2 separate regions of the Anas platyrhynchos genome follow, and region 2 is linked to region 1. A link is a contact called in public Hi-C data. All regions are on one chromosome and are shown on one strand. The core of a region is the stretch at or near the end of the contact, and the rest is flanking DNA. Distances in the headings are between cores, read along the strand shown.

The links. A called contact is a pair of places that touch in the nucleus more often than the background predicts.
Region 2: a contact with region 1 is called in a Hi-C map of liver, with 5 times the contacts expected there. The contact joins the enhancer-like site here to the promoter of FMN2 in region 1. A contact is called at or near these places in 5 of 8 Hi-C or Micro-C datasets (F1 follicle, F5 follicle, liver and 2 more).

What each region holds. Positions count from the first base shown.
Region 1 is chr3:29,033,461-29,037,398 of IASCAAS_PekinDuck_T2T, forward strand. FMN2 (formin 2) reads left to right here and starts at 1,656. Exons shown (of 20, transcript XM_072035606.1): 1 at 1,656-1,754. LOC110353457 (a long non-coding RNA gene) reads left to right here. Exons shown (of 3, transcript XR_002403948.4): 3 at 27-240.
Region 2 is chr3:29,273,718-29,277,655 of IASCAAS_PekinDuck_T2T, forward strand. No RefSeq gene overlaps it. Among named protein-coding and RNA genes, the nearest start is that of GREM2, 16 kb to the left of the region's middle. Within about 2 kb of position 1,669, at least 2 of the 8 cell types and tissues checked have an H3K27ac peak or open chromatin away from gene starts, as enhancers often do.

The sequences.
Region 1 (3,938 bases), core at 406-2,905:
TTGCCCAAACATTACACATCTTTCAGGAGAATGTTCTGAGGAAATCATGAAATTACAACTCTCTGAAGCATCAGACAGACCTACCAGTGTGGATGCTATGCCATGTGGACAGGAGCTCTTACTGAAACTCTTCTGCATATCCTTGCACCTGTGCAAAACATGAGCACTGTAGCTTTGTAGCTCATGTTCATTCACTCTTAATGTTATTGTGTCTGAAACAAATAAAAAGCGAAATGACATAGATTCACCTTTTGAGGAATTTGGTCACTAAATTAGATTGTTATTAGTTTCTGAATGACAACAACAAAATTCAGCTAGGAGTATCCCTTAGTAAATGGCTTTGCTTCTTTCCTGTGACTGTCCACACATACAAAACCAATCTATTTCTGACAAATGTTGAATGGATTTAATGTGCAAATATGATAGGTGCAATCTGCCCCAAATTTGGATGCCTGACATTCACAAAATGTAAACAGACTTCACTTGCAAAGCATGCATTAGACAGCAGATGTTTACTAGCTGTGTTAGAATGACTGCTTTGCACCATGCACACCTATCAATTTTTGTCATTTCCAGTGTATTGCACGCAAACTTGGCTTGCTATCATTTGGTCATCTCTTCAGCTGAAGGTGCAAATGCTGTAGGAATCATGCTAATGAGGAAAGAGTAAAGAACTATGGCTTCCTTTTATTGTCTGCTTCCCCTTGGGAGAAAAACAAACAAAAAACTACAATATGCGTCTCCTAGAATAGTGCAAAGGTTATAAAAATATATTGTTCCTGTATTGCTCTAATTCACCTAAGTGTAACTGCATTTGAGTTATTTCTTTTCCTCTCACTGGTCTCAAGAGGTAGGTGATTTAGACAAATCTGAACACTATTGGTAGGCTTCACAAGGTCTTGTGTGTTTGTTGTTCATTTTACAAGCATGTAGAAAGAAATCAAGTCAGGTGGGAGGAAGGGTTAAAATAACCCATGTGACTTCAGTCTAGAGAAGTCTTAGAATCTGTCAGATGCTTGGAGCCCATTACTTCTTATCCTGTAATACAATGATTCGAGGGCATAGCTATTCTGCTTGAGGTCACCTTCTGAAAAGGAGATGTCTGAGAACGATATGAGAAATTGGTGGGGGGGGAGGGGAAGAGAGAGAGCTAAACTCTGTGTCTCTATTACCTGTGAAATGTAAGCCACAAATGTTGTCTTTTACCTGATGGAGACCTCCTTCAAAATCTAAGACAATAATCCAGGGTAATCCAGGGTTAGAATTCAACCAATTTAATTTGTCAAATTCTAACATCCATTTAACATCAAAAAGTCAGATTCCTCTATGATTTGCACACAAGTCCTACTTCAGTGAACTTGCAAAAACATGAAAGTCAGGACAGAACTGTATTTGGTTTGCTCCTTAATGTACTATACAGCTATGTATCATGTTACCATCAACACTTGCATTATGCTACTGTTCTCACAGATAACATGCATACCATATTTTCAGTAACTTTTGTGATAAGCTTTTTAAGCACTGAAATTTCTCAAGGCTTGATTTTTTTTTTTTTTAATAACATTCCTGCAAATGTCAGTGGCTGTTAACATCTGAATCAAGCTGTTCCCAGTTCATGTGACTGGAAATGGTGCCCAGAGCAAAAAAGCCAGACACTGACTCTCATATAAGTGTAGTCTGTTTGGAAAAGTTACTACTGAACACAAGTAGAAGTCACTGAATCCACATCAGAATACCTTTTGGCAGGAAATAAGGTAAGGTTGCATTATGACCTTTTATTATTATTTTCACTAGAGGTACATTTTAGAAATGGTCTAACAGAAAAAAACATGATGAGCTGCTAAATCAGAGTTCTGGCTGGACACAAGGCTATCTGGCTCACACACTACTGGCAGTATCCGAAACTCTTCTGGGATTATATTGGAATTGTCTCATAGGAAAGAAGGCAGAATTGGGGGTTTTAGCTTGTAGCCACCCCAGGGAGTAGTTCTGAATGGACTTATGTTCTAAAGAGGTTTTTCACTCTCAAAGGAGAAGGAATGCCATGCGGTAACCAGCTGTGTGTAAGAGCAAAGGGCATTTATAGCAATGAAGAATGAAAGAGAGGAATTGAACTCTGTGCACATGTGAATTAGACTGATTTGGTGTCTTCTAAGGGTGGCATCAAAGACTGAAAATGTACCAGTCAGATATGGCTGGACTAGGAGCAGCTGCAGACATACGTATGCGTTTTACCTCCAAGAGTGTTAGTGTAGTTAAATATATTTCATACATAACACATTGACATATGCACATACTTTCAGAAAAATTGAAAGGTCTAAAAACAGCAGCAAATATGTAACTGAGTAGGAGCTCATGAAGCTCCTAGTCCAGAGCAGAAAAGCTTTTTTTGTTGTAAAAAAGTTGATCATGCTTACAGGCTCATATGGGTAATCTAAGCTTCATCTGTCATTTAGGAATAAATCTTTTTCTAAACTAAACCCTGGAGAGCCTGTGCCAGGTAGTTAGGGTGCATATGGTGTTAAGATGCTCCTTTACTGAAGAAGCAGTGCTAGGAACAGTAGCTCCCCCGCCCTAACCTCCAGCTACCTTCCCTTGTTCAGCGAAGTCACCCAATGCTGTTTGCATGCTATGGGCTATGTGGAAACAAACGTGGCTGCTTAGCTGTCTCTCTCTCCACAGAGCCCTAATGCTATGGGGAAATCTGTCAAATCTGTCAAAGCAGTGGCTACAGAATATGACAACTGCAGTCCTTTGCACTCTCTCTTTTCTTCCCTACCTTGCTTGCTGTGTGTGCTTATGTAGGAGAGAAGAACAGCACGGAAAAGTAGCTATGCTGTACCTCCACTGCAGTCACAGGAGGTTTGCTGCTTTATTAGCACATCTGTGTTCTTAATGAAGTACAGGGCAGGGGCATCAGGCTGACCATGTAGCCATACTTGACTTATATTCATACAACCCAGGCTACCTGCTTGAATGGATGTATTTTTTTGGCGTTGTCACTCTTTTTTTTCCCTTTCTTTCATCACAAAAGGTTTTTTTGATGCTTATATCATGTTTCCAAAATAGGCTTGGTATAGTGTCAAGCAATTCATACTCACCCTAGCTATGCTGGATGTGGATTTTGATTTAAACACAAGTCCTCCAAGAAAAACATGATGAGTGTGTTAAATAAATAAATAACAGATAACGAGGTGTTACAGCAGTTCTTGTTCAATCTTCCAAGATCTACAACTGATCTCCCTCAGATGGTTTCTTATCATTTCTAACTGATACAGATGTATGAGTTGTCTACAGATGTCAGTGGGGGTGAGCTTAGAAAGTCAAGAAGCTATACCCTTAGCATTTAAAAATAACCAGCCAAGTAGGTGGCTTAGTACATCAGACCCATTTTATCTGGTTTGAGATGATAAATGAGGTAACAATATAAACCCAGTTTCTGTGGATACTTCAAGCAGCAGAAACAGTATGAAGTATGTACAAAAGCCACAAACTGTTGAGATAGATAATACCACATAGTCAGGTTACATGTGTGCTTGTAGAAACCACCACTTGTGCTCAAGAATACAGAATTTAGGAGTATCTTCTGTTCAAGGTTTTACTTAAAACTTTTTTTTTTTTTTTTTAAAGAAGAAAGTGAAGTTCAAAGCACTTTCATGTAGCCATTAGAAAAATGCTTCTATAAAACAGAAATTGAGATGTGCTAGGCAAAAAAATACATTTAAATAGTGAGATAACATCTTAGATGGCTCTGAAATAGTCTTTTAATCAATTCCAGTTATTGAAGTTGTATGTATCTCAGTCTTAGCCATCAAATGACAACTCAACAATACCCTTAAATTCAGCAGTTTTCAAAGTACCTCCTACTGAACTGAGACCCCCACCAATGATTTTTGCAGACTTTGCATATATACACCCCTCTGACCTGGATCAAACAT
Region 2 (3,938 bases), core at 419-2,918, 240 kb after region 1:
AATATAGGAGATGAATGTGTTTCCATCACAAGTCTATTAAAATCTCCTATTTTGGCTTTGCTCCATCTAGTGGTAATCAGACCAAAATTCTCTTTCCTGCTTCTGCTCAGAAGTTGCAAAGCATGCAGTATAGCTAAAAGCCCATGTTTGATGTGCTTGGCATTGTTCGGGCATGTTTGCAGTTAGTGAAGCGCAAAAGAAGTCAATGAATTGGCTTTGATGTGTTCGCTGCTGCCAATGTGTTTCCCATTAGACCACAGCGCCCTTGGTAATGAAGCCCCATACAGGAAGTGTCAGAAAGAAGGCAGGAGGAGACAGCGCCTTATGTGGATGGAAGCAAAGGTCCACGGGATGCATGTAAACAAGGGGTGTTATGTCAGCAGGATTTGAGGGAGAGGCATTCTTAGCTTCTGCTGAAGATTTCTTGGGGAATAGAAAGTGAATGGTGTAGAGACAGATTCATCCATAGTCACTTGCGTCCTGGAGTCCTAGTCAAAAATTTTGGAACAAATCTTGTTTTGTATGCTGAAAACAGACTAGTTCTTCTAGGTATTCATGCAGTACTCTCAATTAATTTTTCTCTGATAATTTACCTGAGCATGTGACCCTGGAGTTTCCATGTGAGTTTTCAAATGAGATAGAAAATGAGTCACATCTCTCTCTGTGTCCAAATTGGCATTCAGAAGCAAAGGATCCATTTTGGGCATATCAGTTCTGACATTAATTTTCTGTGATTAAGGTTTGGGCTTTGTGTTGGATTTAGATGTATTACATGGTCTGTGCAAACACCAGTGGGATCTGTAAGTTTTAATTAAACGTTGAAAATTGTTTATGTGTGTGTATTTGTGTGTGCACACACACAATGTATATTATTATACATATACATTTACATAATAATGTAGCTGTTTGCTAGATATCTTAGCAAAGAATCTGTGTCTCATTCTGCTGTATTTTTTATAACAGATAATTAAAATTAATCTTTCTGAGATTTTGGATGAAAGCCACTGTAGGAATGTATCTTATATGACCTCTCTATCAATCAGGATAACAAAAAACTCTGAATATATTGAGATAATTTCTATAAAGCATCACTGAATCATGTCTCTGTTTTCACTTAAATCGTATAGTAATTAGTAAGTGATGATCTGGTTTAGAAGAAAGAACACATTGTTTTTGTACACTGTGCTTTGTGTACTGTTTGGGCTAAATTAAGACAAATAACCAAGACAATATTTTGCTTTGATATCAGTAAATATTGGCATCAAGAAACCACTGCCCCATTATTTTTAATGGGAAGAATTCAGTCTAAACCTTTTTTTCATCAAGTTAAGGAGGTGATGTCATATGGTAAAGGCTGGATATTCAAAATAAATCACTAACAAGTCATTTTGGCTGAGCATTATGTGTATCAGATATGCAATTGAATAAGTCTGGAAGAAAATGCATTATTGTCATAAGACTTAGGAGTCAGAGCCTGATGAGTTTGTATATCTTGCAAACTCTTACACAAGTAACCAGACATTTCCGGCACGACTCAACATTTTTCAGAGAATGTGCTAGACTTTATAGGAAATAACTTTGGATTATGCATTTAGATCCTGACTCGGCACCCTCTATGAATGCTTTTCTCTCTTCCTTTAGAGTCCTGCACGACATGCCTGTCAAATACACATTGTAATACCATTGCAACATCCAAAGTGAGCAAAGGACTGAGTATTGTATATTCATTCATGTGTTCCAGAGCTGCATTCCTGGCAACACCACAGCAGCTAATAATTATGGGCCTTCTTCCATACTACACTCAGTCTATGATCCTGAGTGTCTATTTAGAGCCCAGTGAGCCAAAACTCCCTATTATCCAGAAATATCTCGGGTCCCCTATTTTTTTATTTTTATTTTTATTTTATTTTTTTTCCCTCTACCTACAGTGCAAGGAAATGTTTTGGCTGCTGCTGGGCTTCGCTCCACATGCAGCAGGTCATAGATGTGTAGGTGTCTGCCTATGGGTGTCTGGCTCCAATGTGGATGTCCTGAATGATGAGTTAAGCTCCCTGCAGGGGTGTGTGTGTGGGAGGGAGATTTAAGTGCCTCATAGACAGCGTGTGGTATCCTAAAGTTCTCAGGGTAATTATGAATGCTCCTGCTAATTTCATCTGCAGTAAATCCTAAAAGATTTTATCAGCAGGAGGCATATAAAAATAAGCTCATTTCTCTTTCTTACAAATCACCTATGATTTTTTTTCCTAATTTCACTACCTAGCCATACAAATTGATAGAAAGCAGAGTAGCAGTGGACAAATTAGTGTCTTTGCCTGATAACAACATAGCAGACATCCCTCCAGAAAAGGAGCTATACCAATACAAGCTTGGTTTATGTGAGACTCAGTTTTTTTCTGTAGCGTCACTGTAGATCTACCCTGCAGAAAATCAGAGCAGATGTGTAGTGTCTGTGGAAATAGGAGCCTTCCTTTCTCATCTACCTGGCAGTGATACCTCAGACATGCATTAGAACCTGGGCAGGGCATTTCTCATGCCATAAATTCTGGAGGTGGTTGAATATTTTCACAGTCAAAGTGAGGCTAGAAAAAAAAGTTGGCTTGTATCCAGGACATTCTGTTTTTCATTTCACCTGAACTGTTTAGAATTTTTACAACTGAAAATTGCTTCTTTCCATCTGTGAAGCATTTGCTTCTTGGAAAAGATGCACAAAGCTAAGACATGAAAGACATTTGAAATAAATAAATAAACTAATGCATTCTTTGGAGAATCCATGCTGTTTCTCTACTGCTCCCCATTTTCTTATGAAGACCTCTACACAGATGGAGGGCAGCCATGGTCTCCTCAGCAGTAACAAGGAATGGAAAATAATTCCAGTTAATCAATTACAGTAGCTAGTATGCCCGCAGTCTTAATATGTTTATTTCTAAAGTGTAGGACAGAAACCAGTTTGGGGTAGGGGGGAGGCATCTTTCATATATAAGCATTCATAAATGTTATAATTCATTAATTTTTTAATAAAATTTTATGTAGAAAGACTAGCTTACCTAATACGATCAGCTGTGAATACTACTGCCCAATATAAACATTTTGAGCAGGAATGCCATGGTGATGCCATGTGAGGCTGCAACATGCACTTTAGGAACAATTTGTGTCTGTGCTTTCTGTCACAAAGGCAGATGAAGACTGACTGTTGTTTTATATGGATAGGAAGCAGAGGTATAACAATGCTCTCCATAAGCTCTCGGAATTTACAAGTACCCAGTAACAGAAATAAATGCAATGGTGGTTTAAAGCCACCTTCAGATCTCCTCCTTCTGCCTGTGACTTCTGTCATCATCCATCTTTGAAAGGCATCACACAAAAACTTATCCAGAGACATTTCTGAACAAAAATTGTGTTAGGGAATCAAGAAATTTTCCACTGCCTTTTGATCTGAAATGAGTACAGTAAAGCAGAGAGAACAATCTTCAAGCAAGGAAAGCAATTGGGGCCAGATACTCACTTGGAACAACTGGAAGTCTTTCCATTGACCTCAGCCGAACACTGCTAGCTCATTTCAGCTGCAAAACTTACCCTTAAAAATATTTAATATTTCTCACTGAAAAGGAGCTGCCAAGTGTTCTTCCACATATTTCTGGTAGTGATGAAGATCAGTTGGTGATAATTACCAAGTAATTATCCCTGCCCAGATGCAGGGATCTGTGTGGACTAACTCTTTTGCTGGTTTAGCATTCAGAAAGAGAAAGTTGTGTTAGCAGACAATAGGAAAAAATCTTGGGTTGTCCTTTTTAAAAGAAATTAATTATTTGATGGGACTTCTCTTAATTGTTGCTTTGCAGTGCCAAAATAGTAGAAACAGTTAATTCAGAAAATGACACACCATTCTTTTAACTGTCAGGTACGCTGATTTGCAGTGAGATGGTTGTACCAGCCTCCAT